2 separate regions of the Mus musculus genome follow, and region 1 is linked to region 2. Evidence: chromatin contacts called from public HiChIP or PLAC-seq data. All regions are on one chromosome and are shown on one strand. Each heading gives the region's core, a stretch centred on a gene start, on an enhancer-like site or on the middle of the called end of the contact. The rest is flanking DNA. Distances are from core to core; before and after follow the strand shown. Region 1 holds the start of Pakap (paralemmin A kinase anchor protein). Region 2 has its middle 15 kb from the start of 1700042G15Rik.

The links. HiChIP or PLAC-seq counts read pairs in DNA pulled down with a chosen protein or histone mark.
Region 1: a contact with region 2 is called in an H3K27ac HiChIP or PLAC-seq map of cardiomyocytes, with 4 times the contacts expected there. The contact joins the promoter of Pakap here to the enhancer-like site in region 2. A contact is called at or near these places in 2 of 39 promoter capture datasets (cranial neural crest and embryonic stem cells), 1 of 484 Hi-C or Micro-C datasets (cortical neurons) and 2 of 115 datasets of contacts at active chromatin or transcription factors (cardiomyocytes and embryonic forebrain).

The regions. Positions count from the first base shown.
Region 1 is chr4:57,562,634-57,569,507 of GRCm38.p6, reverse strand. It overlaps Pakap (paralemmin A kinase anchor protein), which reads right to left and starts at 1,678. Exons shown (of 11, transcript NM_001384150.1): 1 at 1,565-1,678; 2 at 1,093-1,138. The coding sequence starts at 1,137.
Region 2 is chr4:57,375,850-57,382,953 of GRCm38.p6, reverse strand. No RefSeq gene overlaps it. Among named protein-coding and RNA genes, the nearest start is that of 1700042G15Rik, 15 kb to the right of the region's middle. Within about 2 kb of position 3,078, at least 23 of the 459 cell types and tissues checked have an H3K27ac peak or open chromatin away from gene starts, as enhancers often do.

The DNA of each region.
Region 1 (6,874 bases), core at 429-2,928, 190 kb before region 2:
ATCAAATGTCACTAAAATGAGAAAGGCCTGCATGCACTTTGCCAATGAAGACTCCACCATCCAAAGGCATTTGAAAACGTTTTCATACATCAGTCGCTTCCAAAACATTACACAGTATTTCTCCAACAAATTTATGTGTTTCCAGGGAACTCTTGGAGCACAGGGGAAAAAGTACTTAGGTGAAAGAATGTCTGCAGATTCTTTTGTGCCAACATCCTAGCAGACCTCCTTTAATTTGCCATTATTTCATAGAGCGCCAGTAACCATTCCCTCATCCGCAGAGGAAATATATAATCCAGCTGTGGTGGCTCCAGTGAAAACCACATCTGTGGAACACTGGCAGAACCAGCAAGGCCTCTCCGACTGAGGCAGTGTCAGACAGCGCTTGTCCCAACCCAAGATGCACATGGTACAGTACTCTGTAAGTGCAGAACTTTGCCAAAGCCGGATGCTCTTTTGTATGCCGAGCCAATGGTTTTCAGATAATCCACACCCATAAGAAAGAGACTCTCCTGAAATATTACTTCCAATCCCCAGCTGTAAGACGCCTCTTCCCTTTCTAGGGTGGTGGCCTGTGCCAGAGCCCTTGTTAATGTCAAACAGAGGAAGAAAACGGGCACTCCTGGATTCTGGGGGACGTTCTACCACTCAGGTGGCTGCTGGCTGGATAGCTGGCTAGGAAGAGGAAGATAGCCACCATGGGCCACCACTCTCTCCCTTCTCTGGAGTTGGAAGGCAACATGCTTAAGGGTACTGGGTAATAATATTCCAGGAGTTCCCGCAACACACACACACACACACACACACACACACACACACCACCGTTTAGTCTATCCCTAAAGCGCGCGGCAGCAAGCATCTTATTCCTAAGCCAATTTTCCATGTTCAAATCTTCCTAGTCCCAAGTGTGCCCCCAGGGGTTTAGTCTACAGACATATAAAAGGCAAAAGGCAGCGTCGCTAAGCCTGGACAGACTTTCACCCCAGCACAGGGCCGGAGGCTACCAGGCTGGCATGTCCCTGGCCCTGAGCCTACAGGTCCCCGTCCACCCCAGACAATAGAGCAAGAAAATGAAATGAAAAGTGGACTTACTGCTATGGCTTGCAGCCTCTCCTTGTGCAATTCCGCCTCTGCCATCCTGGAGAAGGGCACACGGGCAGGGGAAAAAGGAAGAAAAACAAAACACACGCTGTAGTCACCCAAGGAGATAAAAGGGCACCCGTGGGGAGCTCAACTCGACCCCGGGGACAGCCTAAGGGCGCGTGGGGTCTGCTCCTGGGGGGGGGGGCGGGCAAAGCTGCGCGCACGGCTGGCTCAGAGCTCAGCCTCCGTCTCCACCGGCGCGGCCGCCTGGCTGCGCCCCAGCGCCGCCGCGAACTGCAAGATCCCAGTCTCAACCGCCACCGCCACCACCGGCCGCGCCAGCCGGGAACGTGGGCCGCCGGGAGCCTCCGGGAGAGCGCGCTCCGCAGCACTAGGTCCCCGCCCTGACGTCTCCGCGCCTCGCTCCGCCCCTGGGGTGTGGGGGACCCGTGGCTGCCGCCGTCGCTCGCGAGTGGGGCACCTGGGGCGCTTGTGATTAGTGAGCTGGGGGTTGGGGGGCGCACAGCTGGTGCGCCTTGGTGGCCGCGCGCGCTACGCTCTGGGTCTAGACAAGACCAGGCGGCGCCTCTGCTCTGAGCAAAGATGCCAGCAGAAGGGGCCTTTGGCAGAACGCAAGCCCCAGCACGTGTCCTTACAGGCCGGCTACGGCCACCCACTATCCCCAGCTCCTTCTAACTGGCTCCAGATGCTTGGGCTCCACCTGGGGACATTTCCAACAGATAAATGCTGTCTTGTCCACGTGCTTTAGATAGTAGTACCCTCAAGGGCAGGGGCGTATCACCAGATAGGTCACCCTTCTGGTGACACACCAACAGAAACAGCTCAGAGTTTGAAGCCCTGGGTGTCTTCCTGGACAACTAAATCACTCTGAGCCCCAGTTTTCTTATCTGAAAAAAAGAGAAGGATTGCAAATGACCTGGCAGAGACATCCTTAAAAATGATTGTGGCTAGGAGCATGGGGAGATAACTCAGTGGGTAAAGCAATTAAGGATAAGGATTGAAGTTTATATTCCCAGCACCCACGTAAAAGCCAAGTGGTGATGGGAGCCCCTGTAATATGAGGGAAGCCCACAAGCTTCAGGTCAGGCACTAAACTAAGCTCCTCTGATGACCGGGAAGTGATGACAGCACAGGCCCCAAGAAAAAAACATGCTAACAAGAAATAGTCCTTTCCCATATAGCTATGTATTAAAAAGGCAGCAAACGGAGAGATGGGTGATGGAGGCTAGGAATCCAGCTCAGTTGTCGAGTGCTCGCCTAGCCTATATTGAGTCAGTCAGATTCTTGGGAGTCAGAGTGGGGGCAGGAATGATGGCGGCAAAGGGGGTGAATGAACTTAAAGTCACCAAACTGTATACTGTAAAACGGCTAAAACAGCGCATTGCATACTATGTATATTTCACACCATTTCGTTTTCACAAAGAGAGATGGAAGTGGAGGTAAGGAAGGAAAGGAGCCTAAGAGACTCTTCAAGGGCCACCATTTGTAAAGATCTGAACGTAAAAGCAGAAGAATTGGGGTTGGGACACAGTGCTCTCAGTGCAATCACCTTGCTAGTCACGGCTAAAGAGCTGAAAGTAGCCAAAATGAGAGCGCAAACCAGGGAGAAAGTCAGCCAAGGACACAGATGAAGTAGAAGATCCGAAGAGCAGAAGGAAAAACTGGAGGACTTACTCCAAAAGCCACAGCAAGAGGACAGGAAATTGTATCGGGGTCATGTGCTTCTGTGTGGTTCAGGACAAAGTAGGCGGAGGAGAAGCTGTAGGCTTCAGGACTGAGGAGCAGAGAGCAGTCACTCCAGAGCAGGAACTGTTTAGGGGGGCATAAGAAACTATACAAAGTGGAAAGTATGCTGGGGCATCAACAACCTTTCCCGGATCTTAGGAAGTGTAGAAGGAACAGGAAGGTGGTCAACAGAGAGAAGGATCTTTAGATTAGAAAGGGTGTAGAGTGCCTGGCTATCAAGGGAATATTAGACTTGAGAGACGCTAGAGCAAAGGAAAATGCACGTTAGGCAGGGTGTTCTCAGGATGGACCAGAGGGCATTCTTGTTAGCATCCCTCGCCAGTTCCATCTTGGAATGGAAGCAGAAGGCAGCAGAGAACGAGGGAGGAATGGGGAGGGACAGGAAGAAGAAATTGTGAGTTGGAATTCTACAGAACAGCTGGGGAGCTTTGCCCGAGTTGGCCTGGCAACTAAGTGATTGACATTGATGGAACTGGAGAAATGATTTAGAAAGGAACTCTGGGCAATGGGGGACCCTAAAATATGGATTCTGGGTTTGGGTGGCTCAGTAGTTAAGAGAAGTGGTAGCTCTTCAAGGGTGGGGGAGCATATCCAATTCCAAGCACCCACGTGGCAGCTCACACCTCTCTGAGACTCCAGTCCCAGGGAATCTGACGCCCTCTTCTGGCCTCTGTGAGCACTGCACACATATGGTGTCCAGACATATATGAAGACAAATATAATTTTTTTAAAAAATGGACCCTAAGCAACCATCTGCATGAGGATTTCATGACCACATGCACAGAATTAAATTTCTATATGGCAAGCTGAGAACTACAGATGGACTTAGAGTCATTTCATTAATGAAATTTACAGGACCAAAGACTCATGACCAATTGTGTGTGCTTCCTCAGTGGTTTTAAAGCATCTGAGACCCACTACCATGTGACTATGCTCAATCAGAACTGAGGATTGTCAAAGCAGGTACATCAAGTAGTCAAAGAAGGGAGGAAGTTAGGATGCCTGACATTGGGTTCAGGCCAGTTAGGAAGTGAGGCAGACATAGATTATTTTTAGCTGCCCAACTGGTGAACCCTTTCCAATCTTTGGGAGGGTTCCCACATTTAAACCATATGAAGAGCAAGCCACATCTCATCACAGAAGTGGGGAAATGCCAGACACCTGCTTCCCCAGATCTCCTGGAAGCTATGCATGGCCTGCAATCTGAATTTAACCAAACACGTGCACCTACCAGGAAGTTTGAAGACAGCATTTTTGAGAATTTTCCAGGCTGGTAGCTTATTTTTGGTCTTGTCCATGACCTAAGCCTCTTCTATAGATTCCTCAACTATTCTTCAAGCTACTAAATGCAATGTGAGTGCCTTTCTTGTCTTCATTTATCAACCAGAATCCACTTCAGTTGCTTGTAACTAAAGACCCCTGGTGAAACAGAAGATATGTTAACTGAATGGCTGAGGTTCAGCCAACAAGCAGAAGGAGAATATTTTCTCTCCTCGCACTGTTCCCTTCCTGTCTAAATTCTAGCATTTGGAAACCACTGAACCCATCATAAACACAGACATTTATAACCCAAATTATGTCTATTTTCTAAGACAGGGTCTCATGGAGCCCAGTCTAGGCTCAAATTCACTATGTAGCTGTGGCTGGCCTTGAATTACACACCCTTCAGCTTCCTTCTCTCTGCTGCTAAGATTCCAGGCACACACCAGCATGCCTGGAGCATGGGATCTTAGGGTTCCAACACTGTGAATGCTAGGCAAACACTCCACCAAGTAAGCTGCATCCCAATATACATTCACGGCGTAGCTAGTCAATACTAGGTATTAAGTGATGGTGTGACATTACAGAGGTTTGACAGTCCAGTGCCATAGCTATATTAGCTACTATTTTTCTTCCAAAAATTTAATATTTGGTATTATACATTATAGTGGTGCATAATCTGTGTCACAAATCAGTAGCTCTTGTGGGGATATTAACTTGTGCTGCACAGCACGATCCAGGTGGTAGGATGGTTTCTTTGATAGATGTGGCACGGTAAAGCATCACACAGACTGAATACAGAATGTTAGATATGCAAAATAAATGTTTTGCTGCTGATAGAAGTTTCAGGAGTCTATTTTAGGACAGGAGTCTTTTGGGGACTGCAAATGAGCACAGACTATTTTCCCTGTGGGGAAAACAGGAGCTTGGTAAGCCAAGAGAGAAATGACTTTCCAAAGCCCATCCTTTCAGAAAAAGTCAATGTCCTTTGAGGAGTAGCTAGGAGTGTTGAAATTTATTAGCAACTTGAAGGATTCCTTACACGAAGGTGATTCAAAGGGCACACCAGCATCTCCTGAAACATTTGCCTTGACTCTCTTCTGAATGAGCTCATTTAAGAATATATATGGTCATTGAAAGCATATGTAATATGTAGGATGAAGATATGGAAGGGGAAGGGAATATGAGAGCAGAAAGGATAACGGGGTGTGTGCACAATGAAAGTGCACTATACAAACACAAAGACATGTCATCATCACGCCTCTTCATATAATTAGCATATATTACTTTTTAAAGTACACAATGGCCACACAGCATCCAAAGGAGGTAAACCGCCCTTGGTACCCATTGGCGCCTATGGTTACCAGCACGTTGATGGGCCTTCAAGTATGTGCTGGTTTTTCTCTGTGAATTCAAATGATAGAAACACGTAGGAAGTCCCCGCAGAGCAAGAAGACAGAGTAAGGTTAAAGTACAGAATGCCAGAGTGTGAGAGGAAGTCGGCTGGAGCTACTTAGGTACAACTAGAGACCAAGGTCTCTGCGCAGCAAACAGGGTGGCATAAAGACAGTAAGCAGGAATTAGTGTTGGATGTTTAAGAATCATTCACATGTACTTTAAACGCCAATGTATTTGCAGACAATACTAAACTATTTGTAAGTTGGCTCAGAATAGTCTTGTTAATAAAAGCTTTGGAAAGTGGAATTTGGAAGTAGGAGGTGGGCATGACACATAATAGACATGAGTTGTAAAGACAAGTTGGAACCCTGGGCATCTCATAAGGATGCAGTGAGGATGAGAATAACAGATGTCAAGGACTTGTATGGACCACTGCTGGTGCTCCAGATGTGGTGGGTCGTAAGGACTCAGCGTAATTATTGCTATAGTCAAAGGCCCAGAGATCAGATTGATTCAATGACTTGGTTTTATCCCAAACATCATTTTAATGCATTTTTAAATTAAAAGATTCTTTTTTATTTCATTTTATGTATATGAGATTTTGTATGCATGCATGCCCATGTGCCACAGGAGTGTGTGTATCTTCAGAAACTAGAAAAAGACATCAGAATCTCTGAAACTGAATGGTAGTGAGTTATCACATGAGTGTTGAGAACCAAATGCAGGTCCTCAGAAAAAGTTGAAAGTGCTCTTAACCAATAAGCCATCTTTCCAGCTCCAGAAATTTCTTTACGGGGTTCTCCTTCTAATGACTAATATATGCCTATCATATCATCATCTTTGGGGATCAGTTAATTTAATAAATCTATATAAGAAGATACTTTAATTTTTTTTCCTGCCTCCACCTTCTGAATGTGGATACAAGTGTGTGGTACTGTCCCTCTTTTTACATGGTGCTGATGACTGATCCCAGGGTTTAAGCATATTAAGCGAGCATCCTTCTAACTGAGTTACATCACCAGCCCTGGAAAAGAGTTCTTAAGTGGTGATAGACTAAGTCCTAGGAGAAAATAATCATTTCTAGCTATTTGGGAAAAGGGCCCAACTCTATGCCGTAAAAGTGCTCATCCGTAGTGCTGATTCCAGGTTTAAGGGTGAATTAGTTACAAACTAGAAAGATCTCTGGAAAGGTCAGGTCTGCCCTAGCCTGGTGATCTGATGCCACTAGACACAGTTGGGTCACTGGCTTCACAGAGAGCTTAGAAGCCAGTCCAGTTGGTCCTAGCACAATGCCCATGATGTGCCCTGTCAGCATGGAATCCCTTTTTGTAGCTTGGTCATTGACACTTTCATTATCATCCATGAT
Region 2 (7,104 bases), core at 1,829-4,328:
ATTACAATTATGAAGTAACAATGGTGATTTTACGGTCATGGGTCGTGGGTCACCACTACATGCTAACAGGCCATGGCATTAGGAAGGATGAGAACCACCCCAGGCTAGGAGAATACATAAAAAGTTTGAACAAAGAACTAGCGACCAGAGCTAAGAAAGGTTTCTTTTTATTGTTTATCTTCTTGTACCATGTATTATTTTTTCATATACTCATCTAGCTTTTCACACACCTGCAAAACACACTCAAATAATTCTATACCTACTTAGGTAAGTGAAGACATTATGTTCTGTCAACCTCACACTACTGTCCTGACGACTCTGAATGAGACAAAACACATGGAGTGCTCTCTACACAGTGAGTTCTGCACAAATGCAAATTGTTATTTTAATAATTCATCTGTTAAAGTCACAAACTCGGGTCCTGTCTCCTCATCGCATCTTGATTGGCAGGTGTTGGTAGCACAGTGATAATCTCACGCCAGGAGCATCCAGGCCCATTTGGGAGAGGTCCAGCTAGCGGTTCAGAGGACCAGGCAAGGTGGTTAAACACTGGATGCTCTCTCAGACAGGTTCCATTTCCACTTAAGACTGTGAAAGAGACAGGCCTGAGCAATCTCCACATTCTTGCGTGACTTTTTTGGTAACTGAAACACAATCATTAGCTAAGCCAGGGCCAGAGACTTCTTCTTACAAAAGAGAAAAATCTAATTTGGAGTCATTTTCCTGCTACTCCTGAAAGTACATGACCTGCTTCATCAAGTGTATTCTTTTTGTACGATTTCAGCTTGTCCAACCTGAACCACTGCTTTCTGCACGGCTCACCTGTAGATATGCCTACTTGTTCTAGAATCTTCTTCCCACTTAGAGAAAATAGCAGGGGAAGTTTCTGTACTGAAAACACAACTAGCTGGTCCAATTTGGTCCTGCAGACTGTTTCATTTTGATTTGTTTTAGAAATATTTATTCAACAGCCACAAGGCAGCTGGCACCATTTCACCATTTAGTCTGCATGTCAGAAGGGCACGAGTAATGGCTTCTGCTTTGCGCCAGGAAAAGCAGATAGATCGTATACTCTCTCTTTTGTGATGAGAAGAACAGGCACTCTGGTGGAGACAGTGCCACAAAGGAGCCATTGCTGTCATCCATGTCACAGGATTACATAGCCAGAGCTCCAGGCCCTAACTCGAACCTGCCACTGTCAGCTGACAGTTCCAGGCCATGTTTCCTTGGTAAGTTAAGCCTAAACTAGAAATCTGTGCAGAGACAAAGTCTAGCATAGACTAAAAAGAAACCTTCTCGCTGGGGCTGCCCAGAACTCTACCGGGCAGTTGCTTCAATGACATCAGGCAATCATATTACCAGCTGGCCACTGCAGAAGCCATGGGGGACACTGACACCTTTCCATAGGCTTCAGCATCCTGCTGTGTGGTACGTACAGTAGCAGATGGGCAGTGGTGTTGTCCTATGGGTCCCAGAGGCAAAGAGATCAAGACATCCCTTCCAAGACTGGATGTAAGCTTCCAGGCAGAAGATTAGAGGTGGCAGGAAGGACTAACAAGCTGTAGGGCATACCCTGGAGTTCCCAGGAGTGCCTCTGCACGCCTCCAGCTGAATGTTAATATGTTAGATCTTACAGTACAAATTGGGACTGAGTTTGTCTTGGTTTGTTTCGAGGGTTACCTGATGCTGGGTCCCAAGGATGGGGTGGCATCTCTCAGCTTAAAGAGAGGGAGGTTCGGGGAAGGAATGACTGACCAAAATTACACCCTGAAGGTCAAGTGTACAGAAGCAAGCCTGGAAGACGGGGGACAGAATCCTAGTTCCCTGATCCTGCCCTGCTGGGCTGTCCTCCCCATCACTCAACTTGGAGTTGCTGCAGGAGAGTCTCTGATCAGATCTTCCTACCAGAGTCCAAGTGTTTACCCAGGCTAAGGGAGGACGGCTGCACTCGAGCATCAGACAGACATCAAATACATCAGAAGAGAGAACTGGCCAACAGACAGTCCTTGGGCTAGACGGACTCAATGCTGATTCTGCACACTCACTAGCCACCCACCTGCTCTGTCACCCCCAGCGTCTGCAAACGGTGACTCTGTCCATGAGTCACCTCCCCTCCGAGTCCTCCTGGCTTTTCTTTTGTAATCATGTTCTTGTTTTTAAAACTGGACCAGCCAAAGTTTCACAAAAAAATGTTTACAATTACTCCGTCTTTTTTTTTTTTTCCTAGTGTTTGCTGTGGGAGAAGCTCAGATCTCACAAACCTAAACCACCCTTGCCTGGCATGCAAAGCCACAGAGGCTCAGGAAAGCCAGCCCTATTTGGAAACCTTCCTAATAACTATGGGAACCTGTCAGATGCCCCAAGGCAGGGACAAGGCTTTAATTAAGTGCAGTGTCTGATAGCTCTGATTAGGGAACTGAGGACATAGTAACCAGGTGCCATTCAAGCTTCGATCTGCCCCTCTTGTGAAGGCTCAATGAGGGTCTCTTTTAACTACAACAAACAGAGGGCTGTAATTATACAATGTCAGGCAGCAGCTAGGCGTGTTTATTTTGGATTTCATATTTTTTCCTGGAGAGTTCCACAGCCTAGAAAATGAAGAGCCTCCCCACTTGAGTAGTGGCTGTGTATTTAAAGTGCTTGAGTCCCTGTAACATTCTATAACCCTAATTATACTCTTCAAGGCAAACAGAGAATCGCCAGCCAAAACTCAGTGGTGTGTGCTTCATACAGCGTGGGTGCCTTGTGTCGCCTCCTGGCATGGACCGTGTGGTTTAAACTGCAGAAATTTATTCTTTCACAGTTTGGGTGAGCTAGAGGTTCCAGATCACGGATGTGGCAATATTGGCTCCTTCCGAGCCCAGTGAGAGACATCTGTCCCATGCCATCCTCCCTGACCGGGATGGTTTCTCTTGGCTTACACATGCATCACTCCACCCCTGTCTTCATCTTTACATTTACCTCTGTATGTACTCATGCAAATGCCCCCTTCGTGAAAGCACAATTGTCTTGGTTTGAGGCTTACTTTAAAGACCTCATCTTGACTTTTCCAGCTCCAAAGATTGTGTTTCTAAGGTCATGGTCCCTGGGAATGGGAGTTAAGATTTCAGGGTCCTTTGAAGTAATGCAGTTCAATCCACATTGTACTGGTTCTGATTAAATCCTAGGCGAATGCTCCCCATGGAACTGGAAGTTCTGTGGTTGGTTGGTGTGGAGTTGCAGAGTAGATGCTGAGCTAAGTCCGTCTGTCAGTCCTCCCAGCACTCCTCACCTCACCCCTCCTCCCTGACCCCCCCATCTCGGTGAGTGAGGTTTCAGAAACTATCAAGATAATGTCTGTGGGGCCAGTGAGGTAGCCCAGTGCATCAAGATGCTTGCCACTTAGCCTGGCATCTGAGTTTAATCCCCAGAATCCACAAGGAAGGAGAGACTAACACCTGCAAACTGTCATCTGGCCTCCATACCTCTGCTACAGTGCCTGTTGAGGTGAGAAGTGTGTGTGATGGGGGGTGAGGAATGTTAGATGTGTGTATGGTATGTGGGGGGGGGGATATGGGAGGTATTGGGGGGAGGAAGGGGAGGAAGAGTGTAGAATGTGGGTGTGTGGGGGTCTGGATGTGTGGGTATGTGGATGTGACACACACTAAATAAGTGACAAGTTTTTAGGAAGTATCCCCTCTGAGCTGGGCATGCTGGTACTCACCAGTAATCCAACTCTTCAAAGGCTGAGGCAGGAGGATCTTAAGTCTAAGATCAGTGTGGGCTAACAAAGCAAGTTTCTGTCTCTAACAATAGTAACGAAGCACACGTGTGATCCCTTCTTCAACTCTGCCCTGCTGCTCACAAGGCCCCAGACCTGGAAAACAACACAATCCTCCTCAGGCGCTTGCTAAGAAGCTTTCGTAGCACCCCTCAAGGCTGGGCTTTCCTGTACCTACATCCTTTGCCTGCTGTTCTGCTGTTTAGGGTTTCTTCCCCCTCCCCTCCCTCTCCCCCTCCCCCTTCCTCTCTCACTACCCCCTCCCCCTCCAGACTCTACTCTCTTCTATCCTTCAGGATAGGACTTGGCTCAGTAACATCATCATGACTGTGAGGGTAAAGGGACATGATGACAACAGGATCTTCCACCAATGATGTAGGACCCCACCCCCACCCCCACTCCCACCCCCATACCCCACCCCCACTCATAACACAGCCCCCCCTCTTGGAAACTTCCCTCACCCAATAGGGAATGACTAGTCTCTATGGGGACAAAAAAGTCTCATGTGTCTCTTTAATTTAGAACATATTGAAGGGCTATATGGCCTCAGAGATCGTGTGGGGTCAGAAGTGTCTGTGGCCACTACCTGACAGTGTAGCCTCTCCTGCCTGGTCCTGTCTCTTTGGCTCCACAACCAGGTGTTTTCAAGGCACTACCCAGTGGAGTTCTTGCATACCAGCCTTAGTGTCTCCAGGTCTCTACCTTTAGGAACTCAATCCTGCAATGATAAGAGAACCAGAGGATGTGATAGGGCTCAAATGTATTCAACGGATTATGTGGCCTTCATCTCTCGGCATCTCCCAGGCCTTGGTTTTCTAAAGACTACAAGGAGTGTGTCTGCTCCGATAGTCACTGCCTTCCTTTCAAGCAACAACATTCTCACAGTTTCATAACAAGGAGCAGAGTGATGGGTGCCCAGAGAGGCAGAAACCAGCCCCATCACTGCCTCCATCACTGCCCAGGCTTCACAAATGCTTGCTCCGGTGTAGTTACAAGAGACAAGTGAGCCAGGCTTAGAACTCAACTACAAAGAACAGGAGAGGGCCAGAGAGGGTGGCTCCTCCTCTGCCAGGCTCTAGCGATGGCTAGGTGGGCGGGGTCATGCCCTGATTGACTTGAGATTGTTTTCCCTCCAATTGCTGCCAGATGCTGGACACTGGATAGCCCTGGGAAAAGCTGGCAGCCCAGTCTCATGTTCTCACTGGTCAGCATCATCCTTGCCTATCCCACTAGATCTCACATAAGAGATGGGACTTATTTATCAGCAACTCAGCAGTGCTCGGCTCGGGTAAGGCATTCCAGACACTGCCCAGGTCACTGCTCAGCAAGGCACAGAAACAAAGTCTCCTGCTCTTGACTAGAGTGCAATATGATACCTGGGTTGACGTTGCTCAGTCCCTGCTTAAAGTGCAGAGCATCTCAGGGTCCATAGAGCCCAGAAATACTGATGGGATGGCAACACCACACACATACACACACACACACACACACACACACACACACACACCGATTTCCACTGACACTCTTGCTCTTTCAATCCCCCCAAAACACAAGCAATTCAAGTTTATAGAGAATGTGTTCATTGTGAGACTTTAGGTAAATTAAATAGTGCTAGACTCAACCTTTTCACCTGTAAAATGGGAATAAATGTTAGTGTGGGCACCACAGTTATTCTAAAAGGAAAACCCCAAATATCTTAATCCCTTACCACAATAGGAGCTTGAGATGCTCCCACTAAATGGAAGCTGCCCCCTAAGTTTGCAGCTTCTACTAGCCCATGCTTATCTGCCAAGATGGGGAGGAGAAAAGAGCAGAGGGGGTCTAACATGGAAAGGTTGATTTAGCCAGGACTCCACAGTTGTCGCCAAAATAATAACAGCAGTAATACCACCTACTCCAAACAGGACCACACCTATTCCAACAAGGCCACAATTCCAAAGAGTGCCATTCCCTGGCCAAGCATAAACAAATCACACTGACCAAAAGCAGCTTAGAGGAAAGAGTTCATTTCCTCTCACAGCTTCAGTCCATCCTTGATGGGAGTCAGGGCAGGAACTTAAGCAAGCACTGACTGAGGCAGGAGCCATGGCAACAGTGCTCACTGGCTTCCTCTCTGAGACTTACTCAGCTTGCTTCAGTATACAGTCCAGGATGGACCCAGAGATGGTACCACCCACGGTGATCTGGACCCTCCCACATCATTCATCAAAAAAATGCCCCACAGGTTTGGTGGCACTTGGGAAGCAGAGGTGGATCTCTGTGAGTTCCAGTCCAGCCTGGGTCCTTATCAAGTTCCATGGCAGCCACAGCTACATAGTCAAATCTTGTCTCAAAAAAGAAAGAAGGAAGGAGGGAGGGATGGAGCAGCCCCACAGACATTTCTACAAATGATCTGATGGGGGTAATTTGTTTTCCATTGAGCTTCTCTCTTCCCAAATGACTCTAACTGTGTCTAGGCTTACAAAAAAAAAAAAAAAATCTGAGTTAGTATTGTGTGACACTGGAAGAATTCATAACCCAGTCCATAACAGCAACTTTGTATCAAGTAAACATTTTTAGAGTTGAAAGTGTAGAAAAAACAAGGGGAATGGAATGAAGCAATAACAGGATGGGCAGATCATGTAGATAATTCTGGTCCCCGGCTCTGTGGCTCCTCCAAATGTTGTATCATTTGGTTGATTACACAGCATTAAAAATCCCATTTGTCCACCCCCCTGGCCATGCTCATGAGGAAGGTCTGTAAGGATTTCAGCGTTGTCATCAGCAAGCTTGTGTCAGGAACAAATTTTCCCAAATTCTCACTCATGCTTGAAAACATGGGTTTGATCACTGGTAATAAATACGGTTGGTTGTTTTCCTAGAAACAGCGGGCTCATTTTGTTCATTTTAAGAAAAATATCTGCCAACTCCCCTCATCTGAGCAACCACAGTTGGCCTGTCAGCCGGTTCTTCAAGCAGAAATGGGTTCCACAAGAACAGTTCTCACCTTAAGACAGTGGTGTGTGTGTGTGTGTGTGTGTGTGTGTGTAGAGTCAGAAGAGAATGTCAGATCCTCTATTGCTGAGGTCCAGGCAGTGGTGAGCTGTCCCATGTGAGGGATGGGAACTGAATTTGGGTCCTTTGCGAGAAGAGTGTGTACTCCTAACCACAAAGCCATCTCTCCCGTGCCCCTTAAGGATGTCCTTGAGTGAAGTCAGTAAGTTTCTCCCTTCACACTGACTTTGTGGTAGTACAAGATGCCTGAGTGAAGCGTACAGTGTAGAGCCATGGCCTTGATCTGTATTAGAGTTCTACAGGATGATACAACACTGGTTTTAGGCCACCTATGCACATGTCAGTTTCAT